Regions from separate parts of the Anas platyrhynchos genome. Here region 1 is linked to region 2. Evidence: chromatin contacts called from public Hi-C data. All regions are on one chromosome and are shown on one strand. The core of a region is the stretch at or near the end of the contact, and the rest is flanking DNA. Distances in the headings are between cores, read along the strand shown.

The links. Hi-C and Micro-C count contacts between places; a contact is called where the count stands out from the background.
Region 1: a Hi-C map of liver shows a contact between it and region 2, with 3 times the contacts expected there. The contact joins the promoter of GINS2 here to the enhancer-like site in region 2. A contact is called at or near these places in 2 of 8 Hi-C or Micro-C datasets (liver and subcutaneous adipose tissue).

What each region holds. Positions count from the first base shown.
Region 1 is chr12:2,705,298-2,712,495 of IASCAAS_PekinDuck_T2T, reverse strand. It overlaps GINS2 (GINS complex subunit 2), which reads left to right and starts at 1,765. Exons shown (of 5, transcript XM_027467180.3): 1 at 1,765-1,924; 2 at 2,902-3,016; 3 at 3,375-3,474; 4 at 3,564-3,690; 5 at 3,912-4,447. The coding sequence starts at 1,835. The coding sequence ends at 4,037. GSE1 (Gse1 coiled-coil protein) reads right to left here. Exons shown (of 17, transcript XM_038185359.2): 15 at 7,095-7,198; 16 at 6,749-6,852; 17 at 5,780-6,402. The coding sequence ends at 6,268.
Region 2 is chr12:2,646,886-2,654,230 of IASCAAS_PekinDuck_T2T, reverse strand. All of the region lies in intron 2 of GSE1 (Gse1 coiled-coil protein), which reads right to left. Among named protein-coding and RNA genes, the nearest start is that of GSE1, 36 kb to the right of the region's middle. Within about 2 kb of position 5,045, at least 6 of the 8 cell types and tissues checked have an H3K27ac peak or open chromatin away from gene starts, as enhancers often do. A contact at or near this core is called in subcutaneous adipose tissue, where this site is marked.

The DNA.
Region 1 (7,198 bases), core at 516-3,015, 62 kb before region 2:
GCGTGGGGGGGTGGAGGGATGGGTGTGGGGGGTGGGTGGGTGGGTGAGTGGGTGGGTGGATGGATGGATGGATGGATGGATGGGTGGAAGGAGGGATGGAGGGATGGGTGGATGGGTGGGTGGCTGTGTGGCTAGGTGGGTAGATGGATGGGTGGGAGGATGGATGGATGGATGGATGGATGGATGGATGGATGGATGGATGGATGGATGGATGGATGGATGGATGGATGGATGGATGGATGGATGGATGGATGGATGGATGGATGGATGGGTGGGTGGGTGGATGGGTGGGTGGGTTGTTGGGTAGATGGATGGATGGGTGGGAGGATGGATGGATGGATGGAATGGTAGATGGCGGGGTGGGTGGGTGGACAAGTTGGTGGATGGATGGGTAGGTAGGTGGGTGGGTGGGTGGGTGGGAAGATAGATGGATGGAGGGATGGATGGATGGAGGGATGGATGGATGGATGGAAAGAGGGATGGAGGGATGGGTGGGTGGTTGTGTGGCTAGGTGGGTAGATGGATGGATGGATGGGTGGGAGGATGGATGGATGGGTGGGTGGGTGGGTGGAATGGTAGATGGCGGGGTGGGTGGGTGGGTGGACAAGTTGGTGGATGGATGGGTAGGTAGGTGGGTGGGAAGACAGATGGATGGAGGGATGGAGAGATGGATGGATGGGTGGGTGGAGGGGTGGGTGGGTGGTTGCATGGATAAGTGGGTAGATGGATGGGTAGATGGGTGGTTGGGTGGTTGGATGGGTAGGTGGGTAGATGGATGGGTGGGTGGATTGGTGGATGGGTGGGTGGGTGGTTGGATGGATGGACAGGAGGATGAATGGATGGATGGGAGGGTAGATGGATGGGTGGATAGGTGGGTGGGTATGCAAGTGGGTGAATGGATGGGTAGGTGAGTGGGTGGGTGAGTGGAAGGAAGGAAGGAAGGATGGAAGGAAGGATGGGTGGGTAGATAGATGGATGGGTGGGTGGATGGGTGCACGTGTGGCTGGATGGGTAGATGGTGGGGTGGGTGGATGGATGGATGGATGGATGGGTGGATGGACGGACGGACGGACGGACGGACAAAGGGGTAGATGGATGGATGGGTAAGAGGATGGGTGGATGGGTGATTGAATGGGAGCATGGGTGGGTGACTGGGTGGGTAGATGGATGGGTGGGTGGGTGGACGGGTGGATGGATTATGGATGGACAGATGGATGGATGGGTGGATGCACAGACAGACAGACAGACGGATGGACAGATCCCCGTGCAGCAGCAGGGAAGCAGACCCCTGTACACCAGGCAGCACCTGCCCGTGTGCAGCCTCCCGGGGACACAGGGGCAGGGCTGGGGGCGGACGGGGGGTCCCATAACGGGGTCCTGGGGGGGTCCTGGGGGGTCCCGGGGGTCCCTGCGTGGCGCTGCCCGCCCCGGCCGCCAGGGGGCAGCAGTGAGCAGCAGGGAGCGGGGCGCACTGCGCATGTGCAGCACCGGGGAGGAGGAGTCTGCCCCCGCGGCGCCCTGGCAACAAGTGCTGAGCGCTGATTGGTCGATGCTCCCCCGCGGACGCGTTCGGATTGGTCCCGCGGCTAGCGGCGCGCACCTCCCCTCTCCGCGCGGCAGCCAATGGGAAGTCAAGGGCGAGACGGGTTAACCAATCAGAGAGCTCCGAGCCACGCCGCGTCCCGCCCCCAAGCGGAGAGCGCGAAAAAGCGGCCGGCGGCGGGAAGCGGGAGAGGTGGGCGGGGCTTAGAGGCCGCGCAGCCAATGGGGAGGGCGGGAGCGTGGCGGGCCCAGAGCCGGTTCCGCTTCCGCTTCCGGTTCCGGTGCCGTCGCCATGGAGCCGGCTGAGGCGGAGTTCCTGGCCGAGCAGGAGCTGGTGACGATCGTGCCCAGCTTCAGCATGGACCGAGTGCACCTCATCGGGGTGCGGGGCCGGGGGCAGAAACGGGGGCCTGGGGGGAGAAACGGGGGGTTTGGGGTGAAAAATGGGGGTTTTGGGGTCAGAAATGGGGGTTTGGGGGCAGGGGAAGGCCGCTGCGGGGGGCGGGGGTTGGGGGTTGGGAGGGGAGGAGCTGAGGGGGGCTGGGGGCAGGGATTGGGGGGTTGGGGGCAGAAAGGGGGGGTTTAGAGGCAGGATCTGGGGATATGGGGTCAGGGATGGGGGTTTTGGGGTCAGGGATGGGGAATTTGGGGTCAGGGATGGGGGTTTTGGGGTCAGGGATGGGGGTTTTGGGTCAGGGATGGGGTTTTGGGGTCAGGGATGGGGGTTTTGGGGTCAGGGGAAAGATGTTTTGGGGGACAGGGGTTGGGGGATCAGGGGAACAGAGCTGAGGGGGCTTGGGGGCAGGATCGGGGGATTTGGGGTCAGAAATGGGAGTTTGGGGGACAGGGGCGGGGATTTGGGGCCAGGGGAAAGGTGATTTTCGGGATGGGGCTTGGAGGATGTGGGGTCATGGTTGGGGGGTTTGGGGTCAGGGGCTGGGGGTTTTGGGGTCAAAGTTGGGGAATTTGGGGCCAGGATCAGGGATTTTGGGGTCAGGGCTAGTAGATTTGAGTCTGGGACTGAGGGAATTTGGGGTTCAGAGCTGGGGGGGGGTTAAGGTCAGGGGATGAGGTATTTGGGGTCAGGATCGGGGCGTTTGAGACCGGGGTTGGGGGATTTGGAGTGAGGATTGGGGGAGGCTGGGCTCAGGGGCTGCGGGGCTGGGGGGTGGAGGTGTGGGGGGACTGAAGGGGCAGGGGCTGGGAGGGGGCGTGGGGAGCAGGAGGTGGAAATTGAGGCACTGCCCGGCTCAGACCTCTCCAAATCCCCTAATAACTCCCCAGAAGCCAGAGGAGCAGGGCGCTGCAGTGCCCGAGCCCTTTCCCTCACCGTATTTCCCTCTCCCATCCCTCTTGCAGGGGGACCTGGGCCCTTTCAATCCGGGGCTGCCGGTGGAGGTGCCGCTGTGGCTGGCCATCAACCTGAAGCAGAGGCAGAAATGCCGCCTGGTGCCCCCGGAGTGGATGGACGTGGGTGAGCTTCAGCGGGGGCGAGGGAAAGACAAAAACCCACGGGCATCTGCTGGTAACATGGAGCTGAATTCACCAGACACGAGTTAACACTGAGAGAAGGAGCTGATTTCCCTCCTTTTGATTTATTTTCGCAAAAAAAAACGAAATCTTCCTGGGCAGATCAGGCACAGCTTGCCCTGGTGCAGCAGCTGCCAGCCCCCGGGACGGGCGTTGGGGCTTTTTCCTTCACCCGGGAACCTTTTTTCTCCCTTCACACTCTCTGCATTTACCTGAGTTCAGCTCGCGGGCTCGGTTCTGCAAAACCAGCCTGCCTTTTTGCCTTTTTTTTCTCCTCCTGACCGCTCCTGGCTGCCTTGCAGAAAAACTGGAGGAAATACGGGACCAGGAACGCAAAGAGGACACCTTCACCCCCATGCCCAGCCCCTACTACATGGAGCTGACGAAGCTGCTGTTAAACTAGTAAGCGTGGGGACATTTTGGGGTGCGTGTTCACCCGGACGATTTCTCAGGGTTTTGTTTGCAGCATCCTTTTTTTTTTTTCCCCCCAGCGCCTCCGACAACATCCCCAAGGCCGACGAGATCCGCACGCTGGTGAAGGACACGTGGGACACGCGCATGGCCAAGCTGCGCCTGTCCGCCGACAGCTTCGTCCGGCAGCAGGAGGCTCACGCCAAGGTTTGGGGGCAGCGGGGGCTCGGCAGCTCTGCTCGTGGATCCCCCGAGGGGTGGGGAGAGAAATCCTGCGGGTTCTGCGCTTCTCCTGCCCCCCTGGGTGCAGCCGGGTTGTCCTTTGGGGTGGCACCGAGGGAAAATGAGCGCTGCGGAGCTGTTGGCTGCGTTCCTCATCTCCCGCATCATCAGGGCCTCAAATTTTGTGGCTTTTTCTCTCTTTCCAGCTGGATAACCTGACCCTGATGGAGATCAACACCATCGGGACGTTCCTCACGCAAGCCCTGGACCACATGTACAAGCTGCGCACCAACCTGCAGCCCTCCCACAGCTCCCAGTCGCAGGATTTCTGAGGCGCCCGCCCTCAAACCTTCCCCCGGAGAGTGGGGGAAATTCAGAGCCTGCCGGGGAGCTGCTCTCTGCTCGGCTGCTCTCTGGCGGCAGGCAGAGCTCCCTGCCCTGCCCGGCGTGGCTGTGCTTCGGAGAGGGAACTTCTGAGGGCAGCACAGGCCACGCGCCGGCTTGGGAGAGAGGAATTTCGAGGCGGCGCTTCGCCGAGAATCCGCTCAGAGCCATGAGAAGAGGAGCCCGAGGCGTGCGCCGGGGAGATCAGCAACCTCCGGCTGCTCCCTGTGCAGGAGGACAAAAGGAAAGGGTTTTCCCTCTCCCGCCCAGGCTGTTTTGTACGAGATCTCATTTTTATTTGTGGCTGAAACTAAAAATAAAGAAGCGAGCGGCCACTGAGCGAGCCGCGCTGAATTTCCTCACGTTTTTTTTTCCATCTGGGGGTCAAACGGTGCTGGGGGGGGCAAACAACGTGGGCTGAGCAACGTGGGAGCAGGGCAGCTTCCCCCTGGCTGCTGGGGCAGGAAGAATCCTTTGCCATCGTTGAAGCTTTTATTTCTGTGGACGTTTCCAGCAATTCCAGCCCTGTGTTCCTAAATAGCTAACCACTACATTCGATAAATGATATATTCCATTACAATTAATCCAAATAAGTACAGATAGAACAGGTTTAGTGCTTTTTTTTCTTCTTTTTCCCAATTATTTCCTTGTTTTCTGTTACCTCCCTGCTTTTCCTGCCCTCTCCTGGCTCTGCCTGTTACCGCTCCAGTGATTTCCACGCGGGGTGGGGACAAAGAGACAGGACCCGGGGGGAATCCTCCTGAGAAGCTGCGAGCACAGGGTCAAAAACTCGATTTTGGGCTGCTGTGGGGGGGAATTCTCAGCGTGGGAGCTGCGGGGGAGAAATTTTGCCCACGATTTTTCCATCCCCAACCTCTTTTTCCCAGCCTGGCACTCGGGGAAGGGGAAGGTTTGGGGAGCACCCCAAGGAGCCAGGCATGCGCCCAGCCTCAGGGTGTGCCCCCATTTCCCCTGCCCAAACGCCTTCCCTTCACTCTGTCTGATTGTTTTGGGATTTTGGGGGATTTTGGGGGATTTAGGGGGATTTTGGGGCTGTGCCCGCTGCAGTGGGGTTGGGTCCCCCTTCCCCGTGCTGCCCCTTTCCAACCCCGTGCAGCCCCTGCTGGTTTTAGGATTGGGACATTGGGACTCACCCCCACCCCCCATGCAGCACCGCAGCTGCCCCAGTGCTTGGAGGGACCCAAAAAAAGACAGAAACCAAAGGGAAAAGGGAAAAAACAATCAGAATTGGAGGGATGGGGAAGGGGGGGGGGCTGTGGTGTGACAGCACCTGCCCCAGTGGAAATGGGATTTGTTTTTTCAATTCTTTCTTTTTTTTCTCAATTTCTTTTCTAGCTTTTCTGCCCTGACCAGCAGCAGTGCTAAAAGCAAGTCCTTGTGCCAAAAAAAAAAAAAAAGAGAGAAAAAGGGCTGGGAGGAAAGGGGAGAAACCAAGGCCAAAATTAAAAAAAAAAAAGAAGAAACGTTAAAAAAAAAAAGGCAAGCTTTTTATAACAACAATTAAAGCAATCAAAACATACAAAACTTTGTCTTTCTTTAATATATATACACAGTACAAGGCTGAAGCACCTTTTTTTTTCTTTTTTTTTGACTCGAATTGCAGGAAAAAAAAGCCCCCCACAACCCCAAACCCCCCCCCGCCTGCCGCAGAGGAAGAAGAAGGTGCCTCCAGGAGTTCACGGACTTTATTTGAGAGCCAAGTGCATTTTCCAGGGGGAAACCCCACGGTAAGGGGGTGGGGGGGTTGGGGACACGTTTTGGGGTGTATGGGGGGGACACCCCCCTGCCACCGGCCCCGCGGGGCTCCTCCGGCTTTTAGTGTTGTCGGCGGAGTTTTTATAATCGGATTTTTTTTTAATTAAAAAACAAAAAAATGAGCTATATAAAGTGTTGGGGGTGCGGGGGGGGTCGCCCCCAAGGACGGGGACGGGGTGAGCGCCCGGCTCCCGCCTTCCTTTTTGCTTCATGCATGGCACATTCTCCGTTTGAAGTTCCTTTTTTTTTTTTTTTTCGCGTGTGTGTGTTGTTTGTTTTTTTTTTTTTAATTATTTTATTATTTTTTAGCTTCAAACCTCCCAGTGAAAAATATTAAATATTCCAGGTAATAAAATAGATTATTATTTCTAGACTATGTGTTCTGGCCCAGCCCGGGGAGCGTCACCTGGGGTACCCCTTGAAATAACCCCGAGACCACTGCAGGGCGGGCAAGGCAAGGCACTTCCGCAGGTGATCCAGCTCCGCCTGCAGCCGCTCGCGCTCCGAGGCCAGCTTCTGCTTTTGGGAACGCAGCTCCTGCGAGGAAACAGTGGGGTCAGGGGGGTTGTGGGGTGGGGACGGGGGTTGTGGCGGGGAGAGGGGTTGGGTTGGCCGCACCGTGCGGTGAGGGGTACGGGGATGGGGGGCTCCAAAAGGGGGTTAGGGGCACCAAAAGGGGGTTAGGGGCACCAAAAGGGAACGGGGGCATGGCAGGAGGATGGGGACACCAAAGGGGGATGGGGAACTGCAGGAATATGGGGACACCAAAAGGGGATGGGGTCCTGTAGGAAGATGGGGGCACTGCAGGAGGATGGGGCAGGAGGAGGGGTGCCCCGACAGGAGGACGGGCCCTCACCCCACTTTTGGGGTGCCCCCCACTCACCGCCATGCTGTGCGAGAGCTGCTCGGCCGTCAGGCTCAGGCTGTAGTGCTGCGCCTCCAGCCGCCGGCACTGCGTCTGCAGCACTTGGCGCTCCAGGTTTTGCTCTGCAAGGCACGGGGAACGGGGCTGAGCGCCCCAAAACCCAGCCCCATGCCGGCACCTGCACCCTCCCGGGGAGGACACGGCCTCCTCCAGCCCCCAAACCAGCTCCTTTCTCCCTAACCCAGCTGCTGGGCAAGGAAACGAGGAAGCCACGAAGCCAGGATGGGCTCCGCGGGTCCGTGCGTGGCCACGCGTCCCCATAACCCCCATCCCCACCCCACAAAGCAGCAAAATCCCACCCTACCTTCTATATGCTCCTGGTAAGCCTCAAAAATTGCCTCGATCCCTCGCCACTTGGGCCTGGGGCACTCCTCTTCCTCCTCCTCTTCCTCTTCTTCCTCCTCTTCC
Region 2 (7,345 bases), core at 3,796-6,295:
GGAGTGCTTCGAGGATTCCCCAGGGATGGGGAAACTGAGGCACGCTGCCCCATCTGCGGCCCCAAACCCTCCCCACACCCCCAGCACCGAGCGCAGGGAGCCCGCCTGCAGGAATGCACGGGCAGGGCAATAAAAGGGAGCGTTATCAAGTCCCAGCAGAGCCAAAAACCCGCGCCGAGCCGGGGAGGAGAGCAGAAGGGAGGGCGAGGAGGAGGAGAAAAAAGAAAAAAAAAAAAAAAAAAAAAAAAAAAGAAAAACCAACCCACCCTTAACCCCGAGATCACTTATCATTCAGGCTGCATCACGCATCTTGAAAGTGCAGACACAAAAATGTAATGTCATAACATTCGCAGTTCAATAACCTTTGCTTCACGAGACGGCTTGAACTGTCAGAGGAGCTGGAAGGTAAATATTTCAGCGCACAGGCACTGAATGCAAAGGCGTGGGGAGGGGGGCAGCCGGCCGAGGGGGGCTGGGGGGGGGGGGGGGGCGCGGGCGGCCTCGGCTTTCCCATCTCGCCTCGACACGTTAAAATATCCCCCGCCGTAAATCCCGGCCGGCGCTGGGGAAAGGCCGCGGCGGGGATAAAATACGAGCAGATATAAAGGCAGACACCTTTATTGTTCCGCAAAGTCTTCCAACAAGTGATGAATCCACAGCTTGACCCCAGCCCAGCGCCTTCTTAACGCCGCCCAAACAAAGCCGGGGCCGGGAGCCACCGCTGCACCGGGGCGCGATGCCGAGGTCCCCAAAGGGGGGGACACCCGTGGGGGGACAGGCAGAGGTTGGATGCGATGCCTCAGCCACCCGCCGGCCCAAAGAACCAAAATTCCCTCCCCGGGAGCCAAAAGGAGCCTTGGCCCTTCCACCCAGCAGGCTGCAGGGTGCCAGTTCCCCGCAATTAGGGTCAGCAGCGCCTGCGGGTTAATGGGGACGGCGACGTTTCGGCTGCGCCCCCAGCGGGGGGGGTCACTGGTTTTGGGGCGATCAGACCCGCTGGGGGCTCCGGAGAGCTTTCAGGGCAAGCAGAGGGGATCCACACCCCATAAAACCCCCAGGAGGCTCCACGACCCACAAACCAGGAGCTGCCGGTGCGCCCCACGTGCCGCGCGCCCCAAACCCTAAATTCGGGCTGGGTGCCACCGGCCTGACCCGCAGCGGTGCCGCTACGCCCCGGGGGAGGCGGAGAGGAGCGAAAGGGGGGGGGGGACAAGGAGGAACAGTTAAACGGCCTCCACCCCCACGGGGCGTGCGGCAACAGGCACGGCGCGCCCTCCCCAAAAACACCTGCTAAGGCCGCGCTGGCACGGGGCGCGCGCCCGGGGCGGGCAGGAGGGAGGAGAGGCGGCGAGGAGAGCGCGCCAGGGCCCGCAGCAAGAAGCGGCATGTCTGCCGCTTGGCAGCACAACAGAGAGCAGGTGACAAGCACGCCGGCGTGCGCTTTATTACAGGAAGCGAGCGCACAAGCATCTGACTGCGCTCTCCCTCTCTCTCTCTCTCTCCCCCCCCCGGCTGTGGTTAACTCTCCCGGCCCCGGCGGTGCGCGCGCGCCCCCGTTTTCGCGCAGCCCCGCCACGTGCAGAGCTCCCCGGGCTCGCCGCAGCTCCTTTTGGATAGGGTGGCACGATTTGGTGATGCCGTAAATATTTTGGGGCTGGGCAGGCGGGACGGTTTGGTGCCCACGGGGTGGCTGCTGAGGGGTGGCACCCCGATGGCACCCCGACGGCACCCCGATGGCACCCCGGCGCGCACCCCGATGGGGTTCACGGGGCACCTCCTTCTCCTCCAAGCTCCTCGCCCCCCTCCCTCCAGTTTTTGGGGCACGGATCCCCCTCGGCTCCTCCATCTGCCAGGCTGAAGCACACCGGGCACGGCCCCAGCTCGCCGCCCACGGCGCCTGCTGCACCTCGCCTGCGTTCCTCCTGCTGGCGGCGGCTTCCCGGGGAGCGGGGACGTGTCCAAGGGCGAAGAGGAGCTCGGCCCCAGGAAGCTGCCGGCTGTCACCCGCACGCCGGCTCCGGGCACGCTGCTCCCTCCCTTTGCCACCCATCTGTCCCCATCCCCAGCACCCGAGGCCACCCAACACCGAGGTGCCACCCAGGCGGCGGCGGCACGGCGCTGCTCCGGGGCTGAGCGGATCCCCACGGAGGAAAAACACACACCCAAACAGCTCCCCCTCTGCAAACACTCCCCCAGACAACAAAAAAACGAGCTGGCGCTGCCTACCCCCCCCCCCCTTGCACTCGCTCCTCTGACACAGCAATTAGAGGCAGGCATTAATATTTAAATATCGCCAGCTCTGGAGAAGGGAAAATAATCAAATCAAATCGCTGCCGCGCCGCCCCAGCGAGCTCTCCGTGCTGGAGACACCAGGGCGCCTGGGGGAGCGCGGCCCCCGCCTCGCCTGGGCACCTGGGGACACGAGCAGCCCCCAGGGGGTGGCAGGATGGGGGGTGTGGGGGCACGGGGGAGGCTCCTGGGGTTGTGGAGAGGGATTTTGGGCACTGAGAGCAAACGGATGGCAGGGAGAGGGCTGGGGGCACGCTCCTGGTGTTGACCCCGACGGTCTCAGCCTGCCCCCGCTGCATGGGATCGGGGTGGGGGGCGAGCTGCCGCGCTGTGCCACCCACCCCACAGGGGACATGGGGACACGGGGGTGGCAAAGCAGCGGTGCCACCAGGAGAAACCCCTTTCTGGATGGGGTCAGCGTGGGCAAGGAGGTGGCAGCAAGCCGTGGCGATGCTCCCAAAGCTCGCTCCCAGCCCCAAAAACCCTTCCCAACACGGCAAGGCCGCGGGGTGCCGGGGAAGGGGGGCACGGCAGCCTGGTTCCCCCCCCCCATGGAGACACCGGCACGGCCCCGCCGGTGCTAAGAGGCTGTGCCGGAGCAGCAAAGAGGATTTAGTGCTAAACGCGAGGGGCTTTAGCGGCAATAACTTTCCCTCCTCTTGACTTAAATGGATTTCCAACTTCAAAAAGGAGCCAGGGGGCACGCTGCCAAGCAGCGGGGCCGCGGCGGCCGCCCAAGGGCCGACCCCGTGGGCGTTGTGGGGGCCGAGGGGGGGGCGTGAGCAGAGCCGGGGACAACGGCCGAGGCAGATGAGGGGAGGCAGATAAGGGAGCGGGGTGGGAGGGGGGTTGGTTGGTGGTGGCGGGGGGGGGCCGTGGTGCAGGAGGCCCCGCGATAATGCGCCCGCGTTATCGGCGCGGGAGCAACGGGGGCGCTTCCTCCCGCTGCAACCGCCCGCATTTCGGGTGCCGGGATGGCAAAGGGGGGGGGCTGCAGGGAGCTGAGAGGCCCCCACACCCCCGGCACCGTCACCGCAGGCCCCCCCCCAACCCCCCCGGGCTGAGCAGCGAGGGAAGCCAGGGCACGGAAAGTGCTATTTCAAGGGCAATCCCCTTGGCAGCCTTCCCGGAGCGGTCACACCGAACCACGCGCGCTCGCGCCCTGCCAAGCTTTGTCCCCGCGGCCCCCCCCGACCCCTGGCCTCGCTGCCCTTCGCCCCCCCTCCGGCACCTCTGGCCAACCCCTGAGCTGCCCCGTGACCCCCCCAGGGCACGCGGTTCCCCTCCCCTCCTCCCCGGGACACCCACAGCTGGGGCTTGGGGACAGGAGTTGGGGACGGGAGTGTGACCCCCGGCACGGTGCCCCCCACCCCGAAGTGCCCCGTTGCACCCAGCACACCCCATCCAGACACAGCCAGCATGGGTGGAGACCCCCCCACCCCAAAATAAAGCCCCCCCAAATGCCCCCAGCCCTCCTCCTGCTGCAGCACCCGCTTCCTTGCCCGACCCCCCCGTGGTGCCGGGGTGCACGGCTGGTGCCACAGAGGGTCTGGGGGCTCGGAGAAGGAGCAAGGAGAAGGGAAATTAAAAGCACCCCCCCACACCCCTTGCTCCGGAGCTTCCCCCCGAAACCTGCAGCCCCACGCAGGGCCGCGAGCGTGTCAGGAAGCGATAAAAACGGCCTGCTGCTGCCGCCGAGCTGCGCGTCCCGCGGCACCCTGCCCGTCCCCCCCCCTCCCCAACCCTCCCCGAGACGGCAGGAGCCCTGGCCCCCCGCCAAAGCCACTGTCTCCACTGTAATTCTCCCTGCCCCGGAGCCAGCACACACACACACACACACACACACACACACACACGCATGCACACACGCTCCCCTCGTTGCAAAAGGCCTGGGTGTGCACGCTCCTGCACGCTCCCACCGGTGCGCACACGCTTGCGCACGCCCCCCCTGGGTGCACGCCCCCCCAGCAGCGCTCAGCACACGCCACAGGGCTCCAAGTGCTTGCACACGCGTGTGCACGCACACCCCAAATCCCCCCCCTGCGCTGCACGGGAGCCTCACACCCCAGCTGGCCCAGCGTGGCCGTGCCAAATCCCCCTCCCCAAACCCGGCACCTCCCCGCAAGGTTAGGCAAACACTGCCGGGCTCACACACACACACACACACCCCACACGCATGCACACGCACGCGGCCTCGCGCACGCCTGCCTCGCACGCAGCCGGCCCCGCGGGGGCACACCCACAAACCACACAGGCTCACCCATCTGCTCGGCCGGCGCGCAGGCGCGCGGGCGCTCGCAGGAAGAGGCGCCGCTGCCTTCCCGCTGCCTTTTCCCTCCATTAACTCCTCCGCAGCTCCCGCCCGGGTACCCCGACGCCCCCCTCCAAGCATCCCCTCGGCACCCCCGCGACCGCTGGGGAGCCTCCGCCGCGCTTGGCTGGAGGAGGAGGAGGAGGAGAGGAGGAAGAGGAAGGCCGGGCATTCGCTCTGCTGCACCCAGGAGGTGCTCTCCAGAGGACGGGGAGGGCAGGAGGGTGCCGGCACCCACCTCAGGTGCTGGCACCCACCGCGGCCTCGCCATGCAAAGCAGGAGCAGGGCTGGGGCAGGGCACCCAGGTGCCGAAGCGCCCAGGTTATTAGGGAGCCGGCGAGGCGACCCGTCGGGCCCCGGGGCGAAGGGCAAGGCAGGGCTGGAAGAGCGAGGCTGGAACCGAGCAGATAAACACGCCGGGAGACGATTAGCCCGGGAGATGGGCGAGACTGGGAGGCCGTGACCTCACCCCGCGGAAAGGGCGACGCGGCGCACGTTAGCCGGGCTCCCCCCTCGGCACGGAGAGGGTGGCAAAAGGCTCCCGGAGGTGGCGGGGGACGTTTGGGGACGGCGGTAAGGCACGGGCTGCCCGCTGCCCCGTGGGGAAACCGAGGCCCAGCCCTACGACGAGGGGGGGAGAGTGCCAAGAGCAGGGCACGGAGCCGTGCCAAGGTCACTGGCACCGACTGGTGGCACCCCCAGGGTATCCCCAGCACCCTGACACCGGCGCAGCGGGGGTGGCCTCTTGTGTCCTCACCTTGGGGACAAAAAGCCCCTTGTCCCCCCCCCACAAGGACCCGGTGACCCACCAAGAGCCAGGCAGCACCCACCGGGTGCCACGACCCCGTGCGCCCCCCCTGGAGACGCAGCAGGCGGGTCACCGAAGGGGGGCACCCCCCAGTTGTCACCCCCACACCTTGCCCCCCCCCAGCACCCCTCCTGCTTGGAGAGGGGGGGCTCGGAGAGGCCGGGGGCACCCACCCCACCCCAGTGCTGTTATGGGGTGAAGGGGTCGGGGGGCATAAAACGGACCGTGGGGAGGGGGCAACAGAGCTCGGGGGCACCCGGGGGGGTCCCGGGGAGGGGGGGGGGGCGCACGGGGGCGCAGCACTCACCCAGCGGCCGCGCCGTCCACCGGGGGCCGCGCTCGTCCATGGATGGGCACGGAGCGCTGCGCGCAGAGGGATGGGGAGGGGGGGGGACGGGCCCGGGAGGCGCCGGAGCGGGGCCCGGCAGGGCGAAAGGGAGCGGAGAGGAGCCGTGCCGAGCCGTGCCGAGCCGAGCCGTGCCGTGCCTTCCCCCGCCGCTTCCTGCTTCCCTCGGCGCCCGCCCGCCGCCCCGGGAGCGCACGGCTGGAGCGTGACTCACCGGGGGCCGGGCCGGGCAGGGCAGCGCCCCGCGGGGGGGCGGCCCCGGCTGGCACCTTCCCGAGGGGGGAGGACCCGAGGGGAGCTGGGGTCAAGTCCCCCTTGCGCCCCCTTTGGAAAAGCTGGGGGGTTGGGGGGGGAGGTGGGGATGGGGAGGGACCTCTCCAAGGGGATTGAGGGCCCCCCCCCACCTCCCCAAGGGGATTGGGGTGCCAAGGGGGGGCTGTATGATGGCAGAGTGGGGAAAGGGGGGTGGGGGGGCTTAGGGGGGAATGGGGGGCAGCCGTTGGTTTGCGTGGGGTGAGGAGCTGGGTGCTGACCCCATACCCAGCATCAGTGGGGAGGGGGGGGCAAAAGATAGGGGCAGCAGGGCCACCTCCACCTCAAATGGGGTCTCCCCCCCTTCCCCACATGCTGGGACCTCCATCCAAGCACAGGGCACGGGCGGGATCCCCTCCTGGTCGGTGAGGACCCCACGGAGGTGCCACCACACGCACCCAGGGCTGGCACCAGCACAGACCCCACAGGGGGGGCCACGGGGCTGGCACCACCTCGGGGTGCTGTTTGTGAGGATGCTGGCACCCAGCCCCCTCCATGCACCCCAAAAACCCCTTGCACAGGGCACAGGAAGGGGGACCCAGCAATCTACCCTCCCTGGGGATGGGAAGGCGGTGGCCACCCCCGTGCCACCCCAACCACAACTCCACGGGGCTCTGCCCGCACGCTGGTGACCGAGGGGCTCGGAGAGCCCCCAAAAATGAGCTGCGTGGCCAGAGAGGGAAACCACCGGTCCTTAACAGGCGGCACGAGTCCTCGGGGAAGGTCGAGGTCCTGCCGAGCCTGTCCGGCGTGCGGAGCAGCCCGCGAGGCTCCGGAGAGGAATTTGGGCCCAGCGCTGCCGGCCATGAACTTGCAGCTCTCCGGGAGGAGATGCAGAGACCACAGCAGGGGGGGCTTCACAGCGGGGAAAAACAACCCCTGAAATATGGGGGGGCTGACCCGGGCTGCTGTGCACCCAGCCCGAGTGCCCCCAAACCCTAAAAGAGGGGCTGGAGGGCAGCATCCAGCCACAACCCCTCCAAAACCACAGCACCCCACTGCCCGTGGTGCCCCCCTGCCCGTGGTGCCCACCCTGCCCGTGACGCCCCCACCTCCCCCAGTCCCACCATTCCTCACCCCCTCCCCTCCTTTTTTTCCCCATTCTATTTTAAATTTTCATGGCATTCTTTCTCAAGGATCCGGAGGAACAAATGCCCTTATCAGCAATTCTCACAAGGTATAAAGAGCCACTTTTATCTCGCTGCCTTTACTAATCTAGAGCGAGCCAATGCCTGTTAATTTTTTTTAATTTTCCTAGTGAATGGGTTTATGGCTTTG